Linked DNA regions of Mus musculus: regions 1 and 2 are each linked to region 3. The links are chromatin contacts, called in public HiChIP or PLAC-seq and capture Hi-C maps. All regions are on one chromosome and are shown on one strand. Each heading gives the region's core, a stretch centred on a gene start, on an enhancer-like site or on the middle of the called end of the contact. The rest is flanking DNA. Distances are from core to core; before and after follow the strand shown.

Evidence for each region. HiChIP or PLAC-seq counts read pairs in DNA pulled down with a chosen protein or histone mark. Capture Hi-C pulls out chosen DNA fragments and counts their contacts.
Region 1: a contact with region 3 is called in an H3K27ac HiChIP or PLAC-seq map of double positive thymocytes, with 19 times the contacts expected there. The contact joins the promoter of Olfr1368 here to the promoter of H1f4 in region 3. A contact is called at or near these places in 1 of 39 promoter capture datasets (liver) and 1 of 115 datasets of contacts at active chromatin or transcription factors (double positive thymocytes).
Region 2: a contact with region 3 is called in a capture Hi-C map of macrophages, with 2.8 times the contacts expected there. The contact joins the promoter of Zkscan4 here to the promoter of H1f4 in region 3. A contact is called at or near these places in 1 of 39 promoter capture datasets (erythroid cells), 1 of 115 datasets of contacts at active chromatin or transcription factors (astrocytes) and 1 of 9 other capture datasets (macrophages).

What each region holds. Positions count from the first base shown.
Region 1 is chr13:21,141,416-21,145,059 of GRCm38.p6, reverse strand. Olfr1368 (olfactory receptor 1368) reads left to right here and starts at 2,005. Exons shown (of 1, transcript NM_146534.1): 1 at 2,005-2,949. The coding sequence starts at 2,005. The coding sequence ends at 2,949.
Region 2 is chr13:21,477,003-21,480,576 of GRCm38.p6, reverse strand. Zkscan4 (zinc finger with KRAB and SCAN domains 4) reads right to left here and starts at 1,728. Exons shown (of 3, transcript NM_001039115.2): 1 at 1,068-1,728. The coding sequence starts at 1,484. Gm40828 (a long non-coding RNA gene) reads left to right here and starts at 1,752. Exons shown (of 2, transcript XR_873159.3): 1 at 1,752-1,974; 2 at 2,354-2,960.
Region 3 is chr13:23,620,845-23,624,724 of GRCm38.p6, reverse strand. It overlaps H1f4 (H1.4 linker histone, cluster member), which reads left to right and starts at 2,167. Exons shown (of 1, transcript NM_015787.4): 1 at 2,167-2,948. The coding sequence starts at 2,228. The coding sequence ends at 2,887. H2bc6 (H2B clustered histone 6) reads left to right here and starts at 3,631. Exons shown (of 2, transcript NM_001177653.1): 1 at 3,631-3,809.

The DNA.
Region 1 (3,644 bases), core at 756-3,255, 2.5 Mb after region 3:
AAATGATCCACTTAACTTTAAGTATAAGACAATTTCAAAATTATACATAACAAATTGTGCCCAGATATGCTTGGTTTATTTAGCTTAAAAAATTATTGAACTTAGTAAATGAAACAATATGCCTTTTAACTGCTGAGCCATTTCGTTGGACCTCCATTTTTTTGATAAGCTCCAACAGACACTTGTATTTACATGCTTAACCTAATAAAATGAAAAGCAAGGTCCATCAAGCAGTAAACATCACAGTAGTGGATGGTTTGGGAAGAGTTATAAAGAGTGAGATGCAGCGAAGGCTTCTGGGGTGGTTGTACTGTTTTTTGACTTTGCCCTAGTTACTAGACCATTTATCCACTCAGCATCTTCCTTGTTTCATTATTGCATCTGTTTTACTTAGTAATAATGCCATTTTAGATGAGAAGCTATTGTGAATAGACCTACTGGTGTTACTTTAGGAATTAAAAGAAAGTGCCTAGATGTCCCCAAACGGAGAGTTTGTGTTTAGTCTAAGTGTGAGGCACCCCTTAAAGGGAAAGCTGATTTCCCTTTCACTGAGTGTGCACAATGGGAGCTGTTGAATGCTCTCTGGAAAGAACATCTATGCCGCAGAAGGCTAAAGTCAGAACTTCTGAGGTCTGTTTCCACTTTAGAAATCACGGCTTTTAAGTTCTGAACATTCTCAGCTTTAAGAAATCCAATGACCCTAGGTAATTTGTAAATGCAGCATTTTGGGAGATGAAGTCTTACCCTGCCCCAAGGTTTCTCTGCACAGCATATGTATTGTACTATCCTTGTATGTTGCACATAGAAGTGCATTTGTACATTTTAGAAGCCAGGTTAAAAAATCAAGACATTTTAGTTTAACTTTAAACCCATCATGTAAAACTAGTAACAAAAAGTGAAGGGGTCAGGGAGAATAATGCTTGTTTGAAGTGTGGATAGTCCGTCCTTTTAAAATTTAATATAAACTCAAGTTTTAGAACTTTCATGAGTTTTAATAACCTACGACCAAAGAAGGGAATACAATTATGTTCTCTACGCATATGAAAAGCCATCCATGATTGCTGAATTTGATAAGGACAGTCACCACACTGCTTATCCTATAAAATATCTCTTGCTAATCATCTGCCTGGCTACTTCTGCAGAGTGGTTGAGTGAACAGAAGCTGACATGGCTGTTGTGTCTGTGATGTGTAAAAGATTCTAGAACTAGTTCAATATTTAACCCTGAAATAAATCCATAAAGTCAAGCAGAATGTGTAGCACAGTACTTTAAAGGTATTAAAATGAGACAAACACATAAAGGCTAATACTTAGAAAGGTTATTACTTCTTGATAAAGACATATCAATGGTAATCACAAAAAAGGGTAGTTGTGAACACCAAATCTGATACAGAAAGCACAATGCCCATGATGATGAATAGGGAAAAACTCAGAAGAGAAGGACGAGGAGGAGGTGGTGTGATTATTATAATTATAATGGTTGGAATGTAGGCATCTGTAAAAGAATGTAAAAAAAAGTGATTCTGTTGTCAAGTGGTGGAGCATATAAAAATTAAAAATTTTGCTTGAAGCTCAGTTCCTTTAATAAAGGAAAGATTAATCACAATCAAGTGATAAATACCATACTATATATATATAGTATATATTATATTACTGCATATTATATATACATACACATGTATAGTATGTAATATCACTTTTGTAATTATTATTCCTTAACACAAAATCAAAACACACAGAACCATGAGTGAGATGATACTGCATATTCATAGTTTTCAGTGTTCCTAATGCACAGGAACTGGGTTCAGCACATTGTAGAATCACTTGGCTACAAGTAACTATGGAGAAGCTCTGGTCACTGACAAATATTTTAAAAATGCTTTAATAAGAAGACACATGCAGATGCATGGATTTTAGATATTCATGACAAAATACAGAGACTTTCCATTCCATACCAAAAATTTTGATTATTATAATACTGCTTTCTAGCCTTTCCTAAGGAGCAATGGAAATAAACAACAAAAGCTCTGAGACAGACTTCATCCTTCTGGGATTTTCCAGTCGACCCCAACTGGAGCACATCATCTCTGCAGTTGTCTTTGTCTTCTATATTGTGACTCTGGTAGGAAACACAACCATTATTCTAGTGTCCTATCTGGACTCTCAGCTCCATACTCCCATGTATTTCTTCTTATCTAATTTGTCTTTCGTGGACCTCTGTTATACTACTAGCATTGTCCCACAGATGCTGGTAAATCTATGGGGCCCAAAGAAGTCTATTACATACGGAGGGTGTGTACTCCAGTTCTTCTTTGCCCTGGACCTGGGAGCCACAGAATGTCTCCTCTTGGCTGTGATGGCCTATGACCGCTATGCTGCTGTCTGTCAACCTCTTCACTACACAGTAATAATGCACCCTGTGCTTTGCCAGAAGATGGTGCTGTCGGCCTGGTTGGGTGGTCTCGGCAGTGCGTTAATTCTTTGTTCCTTGACTTTGAAGTTGCCAAGGTGTGGGCACCGGGAAGTGGATAATTTTTTCTGCGAAATGCCTGCATTGATCAAGATGGCTTGTGTTTACTCCAGAGTGATTGAGATCGTTGTGTTTACTCTTGGAGTCATATTTCTTCTAGTACCTCTATCTCTAATCCTCATCTCCTATGCAGTTATCACTCAAGCTGTGATGAAGATCAAGTCAGCGACAAGGTGGAGAAAGGTCCTCAATACATGTGGCTCCCACCTCACAGTTGTAACACTGTTTTACGGAACACTCATTTACATGTATATGAAACCACAGAACACCATATCTCATGAGGAAGGACAATTTTTTACCCTTTTTTACACCATTGTCACCCCCAGCCTTAACCCTTTGATCTATACCTTAAGAAATAAAGATGTAAAGAATGCAGTGAAGAGAATTCTAGGAATGGACAAGCATTCTGGCAAAGTGTGAGGTCAATGGAAAAAATATTCCTCCAGAATGTGGAAATATATCTTGGCCCTTGTCATAGTGGCAGATCAGTTCATTCAGGACCATTTCCCTGGCATCATCTGTACCTAGAATTTTCTCAGGCACAATGTTGACTTTCACTATGTTTAACTTCACAGCTGTGGATGCAATGCAGTCAGTTGCTTCATGTTCTGACTGGGATGCAGTGGATGTGTTGAAACTGGAGCCAAAATAAACCCTTCTTTCTTTAAGCTGTGTTGCCAGGTGTTTTATCAGATCAATGAGAAAAACAATTATGGAGAGGAAGGAGGGAAGTGGGAACAAGGAGTAGCAGGAGGGAGTAGCTATCAACTATTATATTAAAGATTTTAACCCTTTTATATGAGTTTAAGTGGATCTAGTGGCCACATGAAAACAATGAATCATGTTTTATGTTCCTGTGTGTTAAGGGAGCTATCTAAAGAAAGCACAAATCCATCCATTTTTATTGTCATTGCTATTCTACTAATCCATCATCCCATGTTTGCAGTACCAATAGAACATGTAGGATCTATATTTTAGGTCCCTCTTAAAAATTCTCCAAAATTTAAATTCTAAAAGTATGTTCATGACAGTGTGCACATTCCATTATTGATGCTTGTTCTTGCAAGAACATGGTGGCACTATGGCTGTAATCCAGGATCAATAGTGCACTCCAT
Region 2 (3,574 bases), core at 479-2,978, 2.1 Mb after region 3:
AGATGATTTTCTATGCAGTCAGTGGCAGTTAATTCAGAGATTCATAACTGGCCCAAGAGCTGAGAATAAGTGACTATCCAGTGTTCATCCTCAAACAGGACATCGACATCAACCCCTGACTCCCAGGGCTCAGTGAGCCTCGTGGAAGACAGGACAGAAAAATCGTAAGAATTGGGGAATGGCGACGTGTAATTCAAAAAGCTACCTTTTGGGAAAGACATGGGTACTGACCCATAAACTCACTGACAGTATGGTTACTGCACAGGATCAAAACAACACGATCAGCCAATGGGACAGCAAGTGGCACTCATGGAACTTGGTAGTTTACAAAGGGGGAGTTGTATGAAGGGGAGAAGGGGATATGTGGTGGCTGGAGGAAATTGAAGCCGAGTTGTTGGTGAATATGATGGAGACGGAGTGTTGATGTGTATGAAATTTCGAAAAAGGTTTTGTTTTGTTTTGTTTTGCTTTAGGTCAGAAGATAGAGGTAAAAAACACCCTGTTTTCTACCAAACTCTTAAACAAGGTATACAAGAATTTGGCTAGAAAAAAACTCTTAGATTCTAGGCTCTAAGAAAACTGTGGAATTCCTCTCCACTGTCAAAGGAAGAACTACATTTGTGTGTGTGTGTGTGTGTGTGTGTGTGTGTGTGTGTGTGTGTGTGTGTGTGTGTGAGAGGCATAAGCATCATATGACTGCCAGCAAGCCACGGCAGATGTTGTTTCACGTGACAAGCCAATAAAACACCTACAAAGTCATTTGTGCCTATTCCACTGCTCAAACCTGTCCTCGTGTCTTACTCACCACACAACAAGAAGTACATATGTAACCTTTCAGCACTCTGCTCGGCACATTCTACCCCAGCCTCACTAGGAACGAGTTCTTCCACAATCCTTTTATTTTCCTTTATGCGATTAACTATCCTGAGGGGCCCAGGTCAGTTCGCTGGTTGCCTCAGGTTTCCAGCATAGACAGACTTTGCGGGCTCTAAGCAATGCCTTCCTTGGATCTTGCTTGGTTTCTGAAAGGCACAGGACATGGGTCTAACTAAACCTGTTCCTTCTACCTGTGGAGGTGTGTCATCCAGCTGCCTGTCCAAGTACTCCAGCAGCGCCACCACCTCCTCCCCGCTGTCGGGGTGCTGCTCGCGCACCCAGGTCTGCAGCTCCCCTGGCAGGATGGTCAGGAACTGCTCCAGCACCAGCAGCTCCAGGATCTGCTCCTTGCTGTGCATGTCTGGCCGCAGCCACTGTCTGCAGAGCTCGCGGAGCCGGCTCAGCGCCTGCCGGGGTCCGGCTGCCTCTGGGTAGCGGAAAGCACGGAAGCGCTGGCGGGAGCGGTCAGGCCCAGGACTGCCCAGCCAACTGGTCTCCTCTGCCAAGGGGGAGGCCTCTTCCTGTTCCACTTTCACCACTAGAAGCCCAGTGCCCTCTTCTGCAGACCGAGCGTTTAGGGCTGCGGACGTTCCGGGTTCTCTAGCCATTCTGTGCCAACTCCAGGCTCCTCTAGCTACAAGCTGTATCTGCAGAAGATTCTCGCAAGATGGGAATTCAGACTAGATCTATCTCCTCCCTCCCCTCGTGCTCTGGGTCACCAAAGGCACAGCTGCAGAGGTGTCACCTACAATCCTAGTCTTCTGCACTCCACCCTAAACCCACAATATTCTCAAGGGATGCTCGGGGCAAATAAACTACATCCAGACTCTGGTGGAAGCATTGTGGGAACCCAAGCCACTTCCGGCGCCCTCTAGGATGCGCTTCTCTGTGGTTCTTTCCAAATTAACCCATTATTGTTGGGGAAAGGATTGTAGACTATGGGTAACACAGGAGTATATGTTTAAGCAGAGGAAGTAAGTTATCCGGGACCCTTGGTTCTTTCTGATCTAAAGCTTGCCTTCATAATTGTTACAGTGCTGACTCGAAAATTCAGCTGGCAAGTAGACTTTGCAGAATGGGGAATGCAGGTGGGAAAAGGTAAGAAATTTGGTATGTCTTAGAAACCGTGAAAGAAGCAGGACACTCACTTGTCTGAAGGGGCCTGTCTGTCCCTGGTCCTGTCCTCTTCCTGCTGCTCCCTTTCCTCCCACTCCAGGCCAAACTACTTGAGAGAAGAATCCTCCAGACACGGACTCAAGATCCTACTTCCCACCACTTCTTAAGACACTATAGGCAGTAAAGAGCCAGTATAGTCTACTATGGCACCTATCCAAATAACTAGAGATTTCCAGCTCTTCAGCAAAAAAGTTTGTGCATTACAAGCATCCAAACTCCCTCTATGCACTTCCAGAAACTTTCTAGTCCCCAACCCCATGGACATCCCATTCCAACTTCATTTCTTCCTGTTTCTCTACAGCCTGGCTGACACACTAACACAAAGGTTAGATGCAAGCACTCCCAAACCTGAGAAAGGTGAACTGTCATCAACTAAAAGAAACTCAATAGACCGATCTGCCAGGTGCCGTGACAAACTTTACTTCGGCCATGACTAGAACCAAACAACTGTTGTGATGGGTGAGGTGGTGCAAGCTTCCTCCATCTGATATTCTTGCTGAGGCTGTTTCGAGGTTTAACTGGAATCTGATCTTCCTGTAGAATCCCATGGAAAACTACCCAGTGCTATTCTAGGAACGGATGATCAGAATGCCCTAGCTAAATTACCTAAGCTTTGTTGAAATTGCTTATTTGTTCAGGAAACCCCTCCAGCTAAGCCTTTATCTTAGCTGCCTATTTGTGTGGAATCTCTTTGCGGCTGTCTAACTGCTTGTCTTAAATTCTTTTAAAACTGCTTGCTTTGAACTGCTTGTCCTGTGGTCTCCACTACAGCTACCGAGGGAGATGCCTTGATGAAGTCTCTGCACTCAAAAATCCCATGCTCTGGACACTGGGGGCCACATCCAGATGCACCCCCAAAACTTGGATGTGGTCCCAGCTGGCTGGAATAAAGACTTTGATTGTATATACACTGTGTCTCAGTTATCATCTCTGGTAAGCTTCCCATAACACTGTAAAAAGATACAGCTAAGACATTGGGGAAAACTAGAACTCAGGAATACTAAGCAATTATTGGAAACTTAACTGTTAGAATGGTACTATGGTTTTTATAAGATTTATTTTTATTTATGTGTTTGTGTGAATACCATATGTGTGCTAGTGCTTGCAGAAACCAGACAAGGACGTCAGGTCCCCTGGACCTGGGGCTGCAGGCAGTTGTGACTTGAACTCGGCTCCTGTCATAGTTAGGGTTTCTATTGCTGTGCTAAACACCATGACCAAAAGCAACTTGGGAAGGAACGAAGTGATTTGGCTTACAAGTTCCAATCACAGACCATTATGAAGTCAGGGCAGGAAGTGAAGCAGAATCCTTAGAGGAATGATGCTTGCTGGCTTGCTCCCTGGTTTATTTGAATTGCTCTCATGTATTTCCCAGGACTGCCTGTCCAGAGATGGCACCATGCACAGTGAGGGTTTCTTTCAACATCAATCATCAGTCAAGAAAATTCCACAGACTTGTCTATAGGCTGATCGGATAAGGTCATATTTTCAGCTGAGCTTCACTCTTCTTAGACAACTCTAG
Region 3 (3,880 bases), core at 918-3,417:
GAGATTCACTAGTCAGAATCATCTGTAGAAGAGTTTGTAATTTGTAGTTAAAATACAAGAATGAAGATTCACATATACATGTGTAATTTTGCTATTGCTTACTTGCCTAGCAGATTAATGTAAAATAATAAAGTTTTTTTTATATTGTTCCTATCTCATTATTTAAAAAAAAAAAAAGTACCTGATTTAATGATAGGCAAGGTTCATTGCCTTCTCTGCCAAGCAAGCAGTTTAAGGGGAAAGCATAGAGGACTCGAATTGTCTCGAAATTCAGGGAGTTTAATCCCTGCCCCCATCTTGAACTCAATGAGAAACAAGAAACCAAAAAAAAGATATTGGAGAGCAAATACTAATGTGTTCTACCATTTGCAGGAAGTTTTTTTTTTTTTGTTATTAACAAAAAGGGGTTAAATCCCCACTTTTCAATATCAAACACCCATACAGTTTCTCTGCTCTGGCTCAGAGTTTTAATGAATACCAAAGTTTGCATTTGTTAATACATGAAGGTGAAAATATACATTATAGCATAGAAATACTGATAATATGAATCACTTTTATATAAAATTCATCATTAAAGATAATACCACAAGATCTTAAAAATGCCTCATGGACACTGTGTTGAACTGCTGAGTTCCTCTGTTTGCATTGCTTTTGTGTGTGGAGGTTTAGGATAGTAGAATTGATAATGTGATGTTAGAGACAATTGTATCACAAAACAAAAGCCATCACATTATACTATTGTATAACATAACATTGTATCTTACACTATTGTAAACATTGTATCTTATACTATTGTATAATATACTATTTTATAATATAACAATGTATCTTGTCTCTGTAGTGGGAGTCTTGTAATTTCTGAATATAATTCCAACCAAACATCCCAGAAATAATTACTGACACTGGATTATCATTGATCTCCTAGTCGTTACCTTGGTTGAACAGCTACATAAATAAAACAACCCATTTAACACCTTCAAGGCATGTCTTTGAATCTGTTTGAATGTCTTCTCAAATATGATTCTAAGATTAAATCTTAACCCCTCATTTACCCTGAGGAGATCCACGAAACATTATTCCCATGTTTCCATAAGGAGTAGCCATATATGGAGAACAGCTGTTCAGTAACGGGGCTAGGATTCTGTAACGAAGGCAGTAGAGATGTTCTGAGCTATATTTCTCATGTGTGTTTCTCTTGATCAATGGCTCAGTTATCTAGTTTTAATATACCACATTACAATTTAGTCCTAAAACATGTCAGAAGAACTATGCAAGACCCAAGAGAAATTCCTCAAAGTAAATCCCACCTTCATTTCCAAAGACGTTGAAAACAGCATTTATATGTTTCTTGGAAATTAGTCATTTTTATGTCTGCACCATAAGTATGTTTTGTACTCTCCCCCGACCCCAGTACTCTGAATTTGAGGTACCTCAACCCAAAGGAGTAGTTTGTCCAGAGAAATAGAAAAGCAACAGCCCCGCCCCCAACCCATGGGAACAGAAAGAAAAGAATTATACTAAGAAATTATTTTAAAACTTAGGAGAAGCGGCAGAAATAAAACCATAGATATATAGACTCATGGCCTATGAGAGAAGAATTTAACTCAAAATGGTAAATAATCTGTTAAGCATTGAACTAAACCAGTTTGATGAACTCAAATGCCCTCTGCTCAATAGGCAGGACTCTCGGAGGAGCCTGTGTTACTTCCTTCACTTAAGTGCAGATTTGTAATAAAAATCATAATGCCAAAGGCAAGGTTTTGGGCTACACAAGAAGCTAACCACTTGGAGAATCGTCTTTGATGGGTCAGAAAACTGTACAGTCCAAGATCAGTTTATAATTTACGAAGAAAATAGAAAGTTTTGTTTCTCTGAGTTGAAATTTGCTGAACACCGCAGGAAATATTGCAAGTTTTTGGCAGAAGGCTTAATGCTTTGCTCACTTTTTGAGATGTGCATGAAGCCCGAGACTTCGGGGAACATTATTTTTTAAAAATCGGGCAATTCGATGTAGGGAATTTTGACATTTTTGGCTTTTTTTGAGGTGTAACAAACACAACTCCGCATCTGAGAGGACACTCCGCGGCTGCCAGCGAGGCGGGCTGGACAGCGCACCAATCACGGCGCAGCTCCGCCCTATATAAACGGGCGGGCGCAGCGCCGCGGCCCGAGTCCTGGCCAGTCCCTCTGCTTCCGGCTCGAGTTCTCTCTCCTCACACGCTTCGCCATGTCCGAGACCGCGCCTGCTGCGCCCGCCGCACCGGCCCCCGCCGAGAAGACACCCGTCAAGAAGAAGGCCCGCAAGGCCGCAGGTGGCGCGAAGCGCAAAACCTCCGGACCCCCGGTGTCCGAACTCATCACCAAGGCTGTGGCCGCCTCCAAGGAGCGCAGCGGCGTGTCCCTGGCTGCGCTCAAGAAGGCGCTGGCGGCCGCGGGGTACGATGTGGAGAAGAACAACAGCCGCATCAAGCTCGGCCTGAAGAGCCTGGTGAGCAAGGGTACCCTGGTGCAGACCAAGGGCACCGGCGCCTCCGGCTCCTTCAAACTCAACAAGAAGGCGGCTTCCGGTGAGGCTAAGCCCAAAGCAAAAAGGGCAGGCGCGGCCAAGGCGAAGAAGCCTGCGGGCGCAGCCAAGAAGCCCAAGAAGGCTGCGGGGACAGCCACCGCCAAGAAGAGCACCAAGAAGACTCCAAAGAAAGCGAAGAAGCCAGCTGCAGCTGCAGGAGCCAAAAAAGCTAAGAGCCCGAAGAAGGCAAAGGCAACTAAGGCTAAGAAGGCGCCCAAGAGCCCTGCCAAGGCGAAAACGGTAAAGCCTAAAGCGGCCAAACCAAAAACCTCCAAGCCTAAGGCAGCTAAGCCAAAGAAAACCGCAGCCAAGAAAAAGTAAATTTTCTTTGGCCAACTGCTTAGAAGCCCAACAACCCAAAGGCTCTTTTCAGAGCCACCCACAACTCTCAGTAAAAGAGCTGTTGCACATTCACAGGGGGTGTGGTTAGGGTGGGAACAAACCTTAGTGGGCTGAGCTTAGCAGAGGAGGCTGGGGATATGTGGGTGTGCGCAATGGTGTTAACTCTAGCTTAGCTATCTGAAGGTCTGTACATAATCTCCTGTATGTGTGGTGGTGGTGGGTAAGTTCATATCCCACAAGTGACCCTTAGAGACCATGGGAATGAAGTAGTTTACTCCCGGCTGCCACGTCGATAACTTTTAAGGGAGATAGCAGAATGATTTAGAGATAGAATCTTAAGCATTGAGCGATTCAGTGCGTAAAGAGCAGGATCGATGTCCTGACAACCCCACCCGCATCTCATCTCAGTTCTGACTGCTGAAATCAAGCATACAAACCCAACTAGAGTACTTTTTTTTCTGTGTTCCCCCATGTTTGATAGCGATCGTGCTTAAATAGGTTAGCTATAGCAGATTTGTGCAGTTTAATTCGTACGTCCCGATTGGTGAAAGCGAAGTGACAAGACAGCCAATGAGACAGTAGACCTTCAAGTGTCGTTTACGTTCCTGTTCGTGACGAAACACTAAAACTAACCCAATCCTGAAAGAAATCTTATTAACCTCATTTGAATACTGCGTAATGTAAATGAATGTGGTGTTAACTGGTGACGGAGTAGGTATTTTACCAAATGTTTAGTGTGCCCAAGGGAGGGAGTTAAATTTTACACAATCCCTGAGCTGGCGAAGTCCGAGCCTGCCCCACAGAAGGATTCTTAGAAGCTGCCATCAACAAACAGAAGGACAAGGAGCGCAAACGCTACTGAAAGGAGAGCTTCTAGCAAGTGTACAACGTGCTGAAGCAGGTGAGCCCCAACATGAGCATCTTATCCAAGGCCATGGGCATCAATTACATTTTAAAGCACATTGCCTGCAT